3 separate regions of the Sus scrofa genome follow, and regions 2 and 3 are each linked to region 1. Evidence: chromatin contacts called from public HiChIP or PLAC-seq and promoter capture Hi-C data. All regions are on one chromosome and are shown on one strand. The core of a region is the stretch at or near the end of the contact, and the rest is flanking DNA. Distances in the headings are between cores, read along the strand shown. Region 1 holds the start of GCHFR (GTP cyclohydrolase I feedback regulator). Region 2 holds the start of RPUSD2 (RNA pseudouridylate synthase domain-containing protein 2). Region 3 holds the start of KNL1 (kinetochore scaffold 1).

What was found. Promoter capture Hi-C pulls out the DNA fragments that hold promoters and counts their contacts. HiChIP or PLAC-seq counts read pairs in DNA pulled down with a chosen protein or histone mark.
Region 2: a promoter capture Hi-C map of liver shows a contact between it and region 1, with 6 times the contacts expected there. The contact joins the promoter of RPUSD2 here to the promoter of GCHFR in region 1. A contact is called at or near these places in 1 of 5 promoter capture datasets (liver) and 2 of 2 datasets of contacts at active chromatin or transcription factors (alveolar macrophages and skeletal muscle).
Region 3: an H3K27ac HiChIP or PLAC-seq map of skeletal muscle shows a contact between it and region 1. The contact joins the promoter of KNL1 here to the promoter of GCHFR in region 1. A contact is called at or near these places in 2 of 2 datasets of contacts at active chromatin or transcription factors (alveolar macrophages and skeletal muscle).

What each region holds. Positions count from the first base shown.
Region 1 is chr1:130,561,801-130,565,393 of Sscrofa11.1, reverse strand. It overlaps GCHFR (GTP cyclohydrolase I feedback regulator), which reads left to right and starts at 1,796. Exons shown (of 3, transcript NM_001243443.1): 1 at 1,796-1,941. The coding sequence starts at 1,906.
Region 2 is chr1:130,745,001-130,748,593 of Sscrofa11.1, reverse strand. It overlaps RPUSD2 (RNA pseudouridylate synthase domain-containing protein 2), which reads left to right and starts at 1,620. Exons shown (of 4, transcript XM_021097613.1): 1 at 1,620-2,255. The coding sequence starts at 1,635.
Region 3 is chr1:130,726,982-130,730,574 of Sscrofa11.1, reverse strand. It overlaps KNL1 (kinetochore scaffold 1), which reads left to right and starts at 1,586. Exons shown (of 29, transcript XM_021097610.1): 1 at 1,586-1,857. It overlaps TRNAS-GCU (a tRNA gene), which reads right to left and starts at 1,472; the gene lies at 1,391-1,472.

The DNA of each region.
Region 1 (3,593 bases), core at 547-3,046:
TACCATGAAAATGCCAGATCCTTAACCTGCTGCACCACAAGAGAATCCCCCCAACAATGTTTCAGTTGTTAGACATCTTCACCCAATATATGATGCTTACAAATTTTGATTTCTTATCTTTTGGGAAATCTGTAAAGCAGTATCTCATTGGGGTTTAACTGGCATTTCTGGGATTTCTAATGATATTGAACATCATGTTATATGTTTGTTGGTCATTTCCACTCTCTCTTTTGAAAAGTGCCTACTGGAGTCACTTGCCCATGTTTCTTCTACTCATTTATCTTTTTCTAATTGGCATGCATTCTCTATATGTCCTGGGCATTGATCATTTGTCAGTTTACCAAATCCTTTTTTGAGCACAAACATGTCTTTTCTTTCTAGCTAAACTGTTGGTCTTGGAGGTAGATAATAGGGTTAGAGAGTAGAGGATAATAAACAGTAAGGATTCTTTAGGATTACAATTTTCCATTTTCCTTGTACCTCTCTTCACATCCATCACTGTGCTGAAAGTTCTGAGCATGCCCTATGAGTGTCCTTCGGTGAAATGAAGATTTTTCAGGGGCCTGGGAGGGAAGGTTACAGCCTGTCTTCATTTGGCTTTGCTTTTTAGAGAACCAATCACAACGAGGCAGATAAAGAATGTTGCTCTGTCCAGAGTTCCTGTCGTGGTGCAGCGGAAGCGAATCCGACTAGGAATCATGAGGTTGTGGTTCCATCTCTGGCCTTGCTCAGTGGGTTAAGGATCCAGCGTTGCCGTGAGCTGTGGTGTGGGTTGCAGACGGAGCTCCGATTTGGCGTTGCTGTGGCTCTGGCGTAGGCCAATGGCTACAGCTCCGATTAGACCCCTAGCCTGGGAATCTCCATATGCTGCAGGTGCGGCCTTAAAAAGGCAAAAAAGCAAAAAAAAAAAAAAAAAAAAAAAATTGAGCTGTCAGATTTTGATACATCCAGATGAGGGGGTGGAAACGGGAGTTAAACTCGCTGCTCTCTCTTTGGTGGCTTGTGTGAGGAAATTTTTTTTCCCCCAAATGTTGCCTTGTGATCTCTTGCTCATGGTGCCGGGTCTCTCCAGATTCGAGGGAAGCTCTGAGAACTGAGGTCCAGATTCCATTAGTTTTAGTCCCTTCAGGCCTGGAGCTCAGCCAACCGCTCAGTTCCCTTTACGGATTTACCTACAGGGCCACAGAAGTGCAAGCTTCCGCCGCTGTACTAAGAATTAAAGTCAGAGGCGGGAATGCGTAAGTGCACCCAAAGCAATTGCTGAAGCACTGAAGGAATCTCAGGAGACAGTCTTGGGGCCAGGAAGTGGGGATCCGCTAAATGCTTTAGAAACGTCACTGGGTGGGATAGGCAGGAGCTTAGGAAGCCTCAGTAGGGTCGCTATTTGCTCCCTGCTCCATTTCACTGGGTGGTGGTGGTGGTGTGGGGGGGTGGGGGGGTAGGAGGGACCAGCACGACTTTGGAACCTGTTACTCTGCAGGCGTTGCAGTAACAGAGTGCAAAGTCAACTAGCGAGCAGAGCGCCACGGCCCCCCAGCCAGCCGAGCCCGGCGGGCTACCCCAGCCTTCAGTGCGGGGGTGCAGGGGCGGCCTCCCCAACACACAGCCCCCTCCTGGTCTCCGGAAGATCTGAGGAAGAAGGTAGCTGGCTGGGCGGGTCCCAGTGCGTAGCAGGAGGGTAGGGGGCAGGACCCGAATCGCTGAGCTTCGGGGCGCGTCACGGGCAAACGTTCCTGATTGGTCGGCCGCTGGCGGTCACGGACTAGGCGCTCTGGGATTGGCGTCGCCGGAGGCCACAGCCAGAGTAACCGGACTCCGGGCGGAGGGTTGCAGACCAAGTACAAGCGGCTGGAGTCCGCGCTGGCCTAAAGGGCAGAGAGGTAGCCCGGCCGGGTCGTGCCCACCATGCCCTACCTGCTCATCAGCACCCAGATCCGCATGGTGAGTTAGTTATCTGTCCGCTGTTCTTGGAAGTTGGCGTTGGGCCGGGGCCACGGCCAGGAGCATGGGGTGGAGGGAGAGAGCCGGGGGGCGGGGGGGGGCAGGACGGCGCTGCAGACCGCACATTGGTGCCTCTATCCAGGGCCATGCCCTCTGAAGGCTGGACCCGGAAGCTACCCGGGACACGCCCCCCGGCCCGCGGGGGAGGGAGGCTGTGGATCGAACCCAGGCGGGATCCAGGGACTCTGCGAGCTCCTGCGGCCCGGCGCCTCAAGGCCGCGAAGGGGGCCAGGTGCATGTCCTCCCCGCCACCAAGCAAGCTGCAGGCGCCTGCGGCTCCAGTCCTACCTGCCTGCAGGAGATCGGAGACTCCGGGGGGACCCAGGAAGTTCCGGTCTCACACGTGCAGCATCCACTGCCCTACACAGAACCGCTATGCGCGGCATGGGGTGGGGACTAACCCAAGGGAAAGAGGTTTGGGAAAGGAAAGGATGAAGATGCTCAAACACCTGTGCCAAGTGACCTCACCCACAGCTACTAGCTGCACCCTTAGGCACTTCCAGGAAAAGCTCTCCCTGAGGCCTTAGGAAAGGAAGAGAAGAACCAGAGACAGCCCATGGGGTTAGAGGTTTAAGAAAACCAGGCACCATCAAAAGCCACGCCCCTTTTCAGTTTACTCTGCAAAAAAGAAGATGCTGGCCGCTCCAGGAATCCCCTATTAGTTTCTGAATATGACTGGGTCCCCCAGATGGGCAGCAGGATGTTTGTTCTTCTGCCCTCTCCCTCCCCAGGGCTTGGAGGGTCCATCAGAGAGTACCCAGCTCCCTTGGGATGCAGGAAATAGCAGGTGGGCTCACCATTGGACAGGAGGGGTCTTGGCAGTGTCACAGTGTTTTAAGAACCAGTTAGGGGGTTCCCATTGTGGGGCAGCAGAAACGAATAGACTAGCATCCACGAGGACGAAGGTTTGATCCCTGGCCTTGCTCAGTGGGTTAAAATGATCCCATGTTGCCGTGAGCTGTGGTGTAGGCAGAAGATGCCACTCAGATCCTGTGTTGCTGTGGCTGTGGGGTAGGCCGGCAGCTAAAGCTATGATTTGACTCCTAGCCTGGGAACCTCCAAACACCCTGGGTGCTGCCCTAAAAAGACAAAAAACAAAAACAAACCCAAAACCAAACAGACAAAAAACCCAGTCAGCTGTGTAGTTGTTAAAATGTATGCTTCTGGGTCTCTTGACAAACCTCTAGAAGCACTCTTTAAGCCTGAAGCTTGGGAACTCAGTGATTCTCAGGCAAATAACAGTTTTATTGACATAAAATACATATAATCATAGAATTCACCAATTTAAAGTATACAATTCGATGGCAGTGGGTTTTGTTTTGGTTTATTGAGAATTGTGCAACCATCACCATAGGCAACTTTAGGCTTTTCCATCACCTTGAAAAGAAACCCTGTACCTACACCCTGTACCTCAGCTGTCACTCCTCATTGCTCCTGGGCCCCTCAACCCCAGGTAACCACTCATTTACTTTCTGTCATAATATGCGGTCTCTTTCACCTACATGATGTTTTTAAGGTTCATTCATATGCATCAGTACTCATTATTTTTTGGGGGCTGCTCCCAAGGCATGCACAAGTTTCCGGGCCAGGGA
Region 2 (3,593 bases), core at 371-2,870, 180 kb before region 1:
ACTCCATGAAATTCACCTTTTTGTCATGTGGCTGGTTCTCAGAGGCCTTGGCTTCTCTTGATTTGGCTGTTTCTGAGTTTGTTCGCCAACTCTCTTGTGAATTCTTTTTTTTTTTTAAATGAATTACACAATATACATTTTTTAAATAGATTTTTTACAAAGACTATATCATGTTACACATTTCTGGCTCTTATTTTTCTCGCCATTTACTTGCCTGTAGGTTCTCTGGGCTTCAGTGACCTCATCTGGAAAATGATGGTAGCACTTATAGGGTTATTATGAGAATTCACTGCGTTAAAATACATACAGCACTTAAAATAGCACTATATATGAGTGCTTGCTATTATCGTTATTATTTTCATTCCACAAAACCTATGTCAACCGCACTTGCTTGATTTCATTCTTTTTAATGGTTATGAACAGAATTTTGTGATGAAGAATGATGTATCCATTCATTCGACTTTTAGTGGGCGATTGCTTTGCTTCCATTTTTTGGTCACTAAAAAGCAACATTGCAGTAAACACCTTTGTATATATACCCTTACCTACATTTTTTTTTCTTACTCAGGGACGGATTCTCATGAATGGCATAGCTAGGTTAAAGAGTATGTGAGTGTGTGTACGGTTTTAAATTTCATTAAACGCCATATTGCTTTCTGAGAAGAGTGTGACAGATGCACAATTCCACCAGTAATGTATGGGTGTATAGTTTTTCCTTCAATCCCACCAACAGTTGATCTTTCTGCTCTTTTTAAATTTTCTCTTGTGAATTCTATGAGGCAGTAATATCCTTTCAATAATTTTCTCTTTGGAGTTTCCTTTGTGGCTCAGCGGTTAACGAATACGACTAGCATCCATGAGACCTCAGGTTCCATCCCTGGCCTTGCTCAGTGGTTTAAGGATCTGGCGTTGCCATGATCTGTGGTGTGGTCCCAGCCTAAATTTGGATCTTCGTGACGTGGCTGGGGCATAGGCCAGCAGCTATAGCTCTGATTGACCCCTAGCCTGGGAACCTCTATATGCCGCGGGTGTGACCCTAAGAAATTAAAAAAATAATAATAATAAATTTCCTCTTTTATAAATTAAAAATTATTGGTTTCAGTATTTTGCATTTAAGTATTTTGGTTTCAGTATTTTGCATTTAAGAACTCTGACAAATACATCTTCTGATCCACTTGCAGTTTTAATCTCGGGACAGGAGCATATGGGAAGCAACTAGGAGATCTCTAATCTTTCTCATGATGTTAGGGGGATCGACAAGTGTAAAAACATTGCTTCTGGGGTGTGTGAGTTTAATTACATATATATATCAAATTTACCGAGTTAAGTCACAAACTATCACATCTTTTTAAAGTAAACAACACAGTGATTCTTAGTATATCCAGAGTTTAGAAATCCTCATTTTATTTTGTTTTAAATAACTCCTTTCAAGAGTTTTTCCAGACGCAAGACTTTGAGCATATCTATACGTTATCTCCACTTTTAATGAGTCATTCTCCTAGCCTCTCAACTCTTTCAACTCACCCCTTCGCTCCTACTCCCCTCTCAGTCCCATCCCGGCACGAGGCCTCAATGATTGGTTGATGCCAAGTGACGTCCTCAGATCGCGACCCAGAAGCCGCGGCCACGTGGTTATGTGGCTGGGCGGCCGCTTGTGGCTCCCGGTTCTTAGGCAAGTGTGCTCCAACCTCCGGCGTCTCACCTTTGCCAGGACTTGGGGTGACCGCAGGGACCCCATGGCGGAAACACTCTCGACCCGGGCCGAGGCCGCGGGCGGGCTGGAGGCCCCGGCTCAGCAAAACGGAGTTGCGGGTGGCGAACCTAGGGAACCGCAAGAGAGCCTGGAGCCTGCGGGCCCTGGAGTGGAGCTGGCCCCGGGAGACGCGAAGCAGGCCTCCGAGATCGAGGAGCAGGCCCCGGTCGTAGCCCCCGGCCCAGGCAAGCGGAAGAAGCGGCGGGGCGCAACCGGAGAGCGTGTCGTGCCGCCCCCGAAGAAGCGACGGGCAGGGGTTAGCTTCAGCGATGAGCACTTTGCCGAGACCAGCTACTATTTCGAGGGCGGCCTGCGCAAAGTGCGGCCCTACTATTTTGACTTTCAGACTTACTGCAAAGGCCGCTGGGTGGGCCACAGCTTGCTGCACGTCTTCAGCACCGAGTTCCGAGCCCAGCCCCTGGCCTACTACGAGGCAGCGGTCAGGGCGGGCCGCCTGCACCTCAATGAGGAGCCCGTGAAGGACCTCAGCATTGTGCTCAAGGTGGAGTCTTGATGGGGCCTGCCCGGAAGCGGGCAAGGAAAGGGGCAAGGCTTTTTTCACAGTTACCAGGGCATAAGTATTGGGGTAAAATAGGGGTAATTCTGAAGCGTTCTCGTTTTCATTTGGAACACTCTTTTAGTGCCCATTTTTGCAAGTAGACAGCCTGTATGCTTCAGAACTCAGTCCACTTATCCCTTCTATCAAGGGGGCTTCTGTGTTGCCAGGAGTTGGAATTCTTATAGCTTCTTTTATGCAGCCTTGTGGCACTGGCCCAGATGACTTTCCACCTTGCATTGTAGATCTCTGTACAAATAGTAATAACGGAGACCATCATTTTTATTCCCTGACTCTGTGCTGGGCACAAAGTTAAGCATTTTATGTACTTTAACATTTAATTCTAATGACAGCCTTGTGGAGTGGATAATGCTGCCACCTCTTACCTGTTAGGAAGCTGAGGAAACTAAGGTAAACCTCACAGAGGTAAGGCAGCACTGCCACCTCCAATGCCTGTTTTCTTTTTTTGTTTGTTTTGTCTTTGTTTTTCAGGTGCGGCATATGGAAGTTCCCAGGCTAGGGGTCAGATCCAAGCCACCTCTGACCCACGCCACAGCTCGCAGCAATGCCAGATCCTTAACCTGCTGAGCCTTGACAGGAACTCCCAATGCCTGTGTTCTTACAAGTTCTACATTTATCGTACAGCCTGATGTGATAAACTTGTGAAATGAGAGGAATAGAGACTAGAATTGTCTAGCCCAGTGCTTTGATCCTTTAAAATTACATCACAGCTAAGAGATATCAGACACCTGTGTCAGTAGAAGTGGCTCTCCAAGGTTGTGGGAGTTCACAAGGCACTTTTTTCTTTTGTAGAATGAGTGGTTTGAATCCTTTCTTCTGTCCCAATTTTGAGAAGCACGGTTCTGGACTGACCCTCACATTTTACAGATAAGGAAACTGAGGCCTAGAAAAGCTAAGTGGCTTTTGTAGGAGTGTGTAGTAAAGAGTTCCCCTTGTGGCTCAGCAGAAATGAATCCAACTAGTATCCATGAGGACACAGGTTCGATCCCTGGCTTCACTCAGTGGGTTAAGTATCTGGTATTGCCATGAACTGTGGTGTAGGTTGCAGACACGGCTCAGATCTCACATTGCTGTAGCTGTGGTGTAGACTGTCAGCCATAGCTCCCATTTGACCCATAGCCTGGGAACTTCCATATGCACATGTGGCCCTAAAAAGCAAAAAAAAAAAAAAAGTGTGTAGTAAGCCTGTGGCAAATTCAGGTCTGGAGCCCAAATCTCTGGACTTAGAGCTTGGTGTTTGTTCACAGTCACAATAAGTGATAC
Region 3 (3,593 bases), core at 337-2,836, 170 kb before region 1:
GGTAGTAAAAATGTCTATCATGATCACAATGTTATGGTGAGTTCAAGTGCTGAAATTCATTGTGGTACTGGATAAATGAAAGTTTTTAAATATGATGCCTGACGACTTTTCAAGAGAAGAATCTCTGTTCGTTTTGTACTTCCTGTTTTTCCCTCCCTGCTTAAATCCAAGAGAGGAATTAAAACTTTCTCCTCTGGAAAGGCAGCTGTGTCTTCAGCCTCTGGCTCCTGGATACTACCAAGTCTCCATGTGTTGTCAACATCTTTTTAATGTTGTATACTTTTCTTAAGTACCTGCAGCCTGCTGGGGGCTGAAAGAAAATCCTGAACAGTGCCCCTTGCTAGCTTTGGAAGTGAAACCTGATATTTCATAGTAAGGACAGATATTGGAAACCTTGGGGTAAGAGTCCACAGTAATCAAAGTCCCTCATTCAGAGGCTGAGTTAATTAATATGGAGCAGACCATTGAACATACAAGAATAGGAATAATTGCAGAATTTTACTCACTGTTGCGTACTTCATTAACAAGAAATGAAAATCCTCTGGATAAATGTCTCCCTTCATAGGAGGTGGTAAGGTCATTCCCAGGTTATTCTGTTTCTGCTCTCTCCCTGTGCCCCTTTCTGCCTCACTGCTTCATGGGGATCCAGATCACCCCCATCTCCTCAAACACAATCTCTTGCTTAGTTAGTCATAGGCTACAAGTTTCACCAGGATGGCTGTCAAGCAAAGTTGTCATGCTTTCAGAAGGTGCCTCTGATATGCATTTACTGAAGAGGGACTAACTACCTTGTTAGTCTCTTCCAGACATATTTTTAGCATCATGGTTATTATTTTTAAAATCAGACTAATTCCTTGCTCCCTTAAAAAACATATATTTACTCAGCAAATATTTTAAAATGCTGTTTTGTGGCAGAGTTTTTGCTATGTTGTAGAGATGTGGAGAAAAGAGACATGCCCTCACCCTCTAGGAGCTGTTAGTATGTCAGGGAGGTGAGACACTGCAGAAAATGATTGTTCAGAAAATTTGGGGAGGAAAAATGGGGGCACCAAGCCCGGAAGGGTTCCTCAGTAGGTAATGCCCAGGCTGCATCCTAAGGTGTCATTGAGTTGGGGGGCTGGAGAATGCTGTTCAGGATGGAGAGAACAGAATTAAAAAAAAAAAAGAAAATGAGAAATTAAATTAAATCCATTTTTAATTAAACTCTAATTCCCAGAGTCTCTTTCTCTCCATTTTCTTTATCTATGATGTCAGAGTGCTCCAAAACCCGTCTTTCAAAGAGTCCAACCGGAGGTACTAAATTGACTAGTTTATTCTACCAGAAATGAATATTCAACTGTTTCCATTCTGTAGGCAAATTTGAGTTTATCTCAGAGGCAAAAGCTATTTTCGACGAGGATGGGATTCGAACCCACGCGTGCAGAGCACAATGGATTAGCAGTCCATCGCCTTAACCACTCGGCCACCTCGTCCCAGAAGCCTAAATCTTCCCGGTAGCTATAGGGAGTAACACGAGGGGGATGTGACGTAATATAATGGAAGCCACCATTTTGTACGGAAGCAAAGATCCGATAATTTTTTACAGCAAGAAATAAAAAGAAGATGGCCGCTCCCATGCTGTGCGGGATTTGCAGTAGGGAAGGACAAAGGAAGATTCGATAGAAAATGAGATAACCCTGAAAGAAATAAAATTGGCTTGAAAGGAAGTTTCATTAAAGGAGTCTTAGAAAAGCTCTGGAGCCTAGGGGGCGGAGCCGAAGCGTGGAGCGGCTTTGCGCATGCGCTTCAGCTAGGCGGTTAGATTTGAATGCTGCGCTGAGGCTGCTGGGCGTTGTGAGGTGATGTCCTGAGGCGGCGGTGAGTAGCTTCTAGGGAAGTGTGCTGACCCCAAACAAGTCTGGGATTTTTGTCAAGCACTTGGGCCGCAGCGGGTAAGTTTCGTCCTGGACTTCTGGGGAGGGGTTACCTTAGATTTTGTACGTGCGGTCGGAAGGTCCCCGGGTGGGAGGTAGGGGACGCTGCTACAGCCAGGCTACCTCGGAACGCGCGCGGCTGAGTAGAAAAGATTCTGCCCGGGTGCTGGGCTCTTTCTTTTCTGACCTCGGCCTGCACGTCTTGCCGCCTTCCTCCTCCCTCCTCCCTAGCAGTCACCATCTACACCTGGGCCCCTCGGGCCGCCCGAGGTCGCTAGTCCGCGGCGCCTTGCCCCGCCCCGCCATCTTCTGTCAGGGCTTCGGGACCCTTCTTCGCCCTTGAGTTCTCTTCCCGAGGGAACTCACGGCTGTTGGCATTTTGTACTCAGTCTTTTCTTGGCTGTAAATGAAGTGACAGCAGTAGGTGAATTTAAACTCCCCGCTTGTAGTTTATTTATAGTGTCTGAGCCGAGTGACAGCAGCACTAAGCAAATTTTGGTTTCCTTCGGATGGAACAACATTAACTAATAAAGCCAGTGTTAGTTCGCCACAAATATCTTTTAGGCCAGAATTAAAGAACCTTTTCTTGCTGTTTATCTCAATACTAGAAGTGAAGAAAAAGGTTCTGCAAAAATATATTGCTGATTGGAATTTTTTTTACATAAATGATTTATTTGCATTTTTTAGAAATTGAGGTATAGTTGACTTACAAAGTTGTGTAATTTCTACTTACAGTGATTCAGATATATATATATACACACATATATATAATATATACATTCTTTTTAATATTCTTTTCCATAATAGTTTATTACAGGCTACTCAATATATTTCCCTGTGCTACACTCTAGGACCTTATCCATTCTGTGTATATCCATTTTACATCTGCTGTCGCCGCCGATTGGAATTTAAAAGAGGTTTATTGAAATGGGACAGAGAAGACAAAAGCAGAGCTTACTTTATTTTTTTAATTTTTGGTCTTTTTGCCATTTCTTGGGCCGCTCCCGCAGCACATGGAGGTTCCCAGGCTAGGGGTCGAATCGGAGCTGCAGCCACCAGCCACCGGCCTACACCAGAGCCACAGCAACGTGGGATCCGAGCCGAGTCTGCAACCTACACCACAGTTCATGGCAACGCAGGATCCTTAACCCACTGAGCAAGGCCAGGGATCGAACCGCCAACCTCTTGGTTTCTAGTTGAATTCGTTAACCGCTGAGCAACGATGGGAACTCCAAGCAGAGCTTTCTTTAGTTATTAAGATTGAAGTTTTCAGTTGAATTGGAGCAATCGAATTCCTCAGATATGCGTTGGGTTCCTTGTTGTCTTGTACTGGGGCCAGGAGCAGATGATTCAGTCCCTCATCTAGAGTTTACAGTTCAGAAAGCAAAGAATTAATATGCACAAGTAATTATAAGACAAGACTATGTAAAGGATTGTAGGATATTCTAAAGGATTATAGGAGCACAGAATAGGAGAGCTTATTTGATGCTTTTTGGCATTGGAGACTAAAGGAGGTTTCTTGAGACAGTGGCATTTGAGGTGGTACTTGAAGAATGATTTATAGAGATGGGGAGTTAATGCATTGTAAGATTTTGCTAATTAAAGGTTGGGTTCAAAGCAATATGATTTTCCTTGACTCTGAATGGCTGGAAATGTTTATGAGATGACAAGTAGATGTAA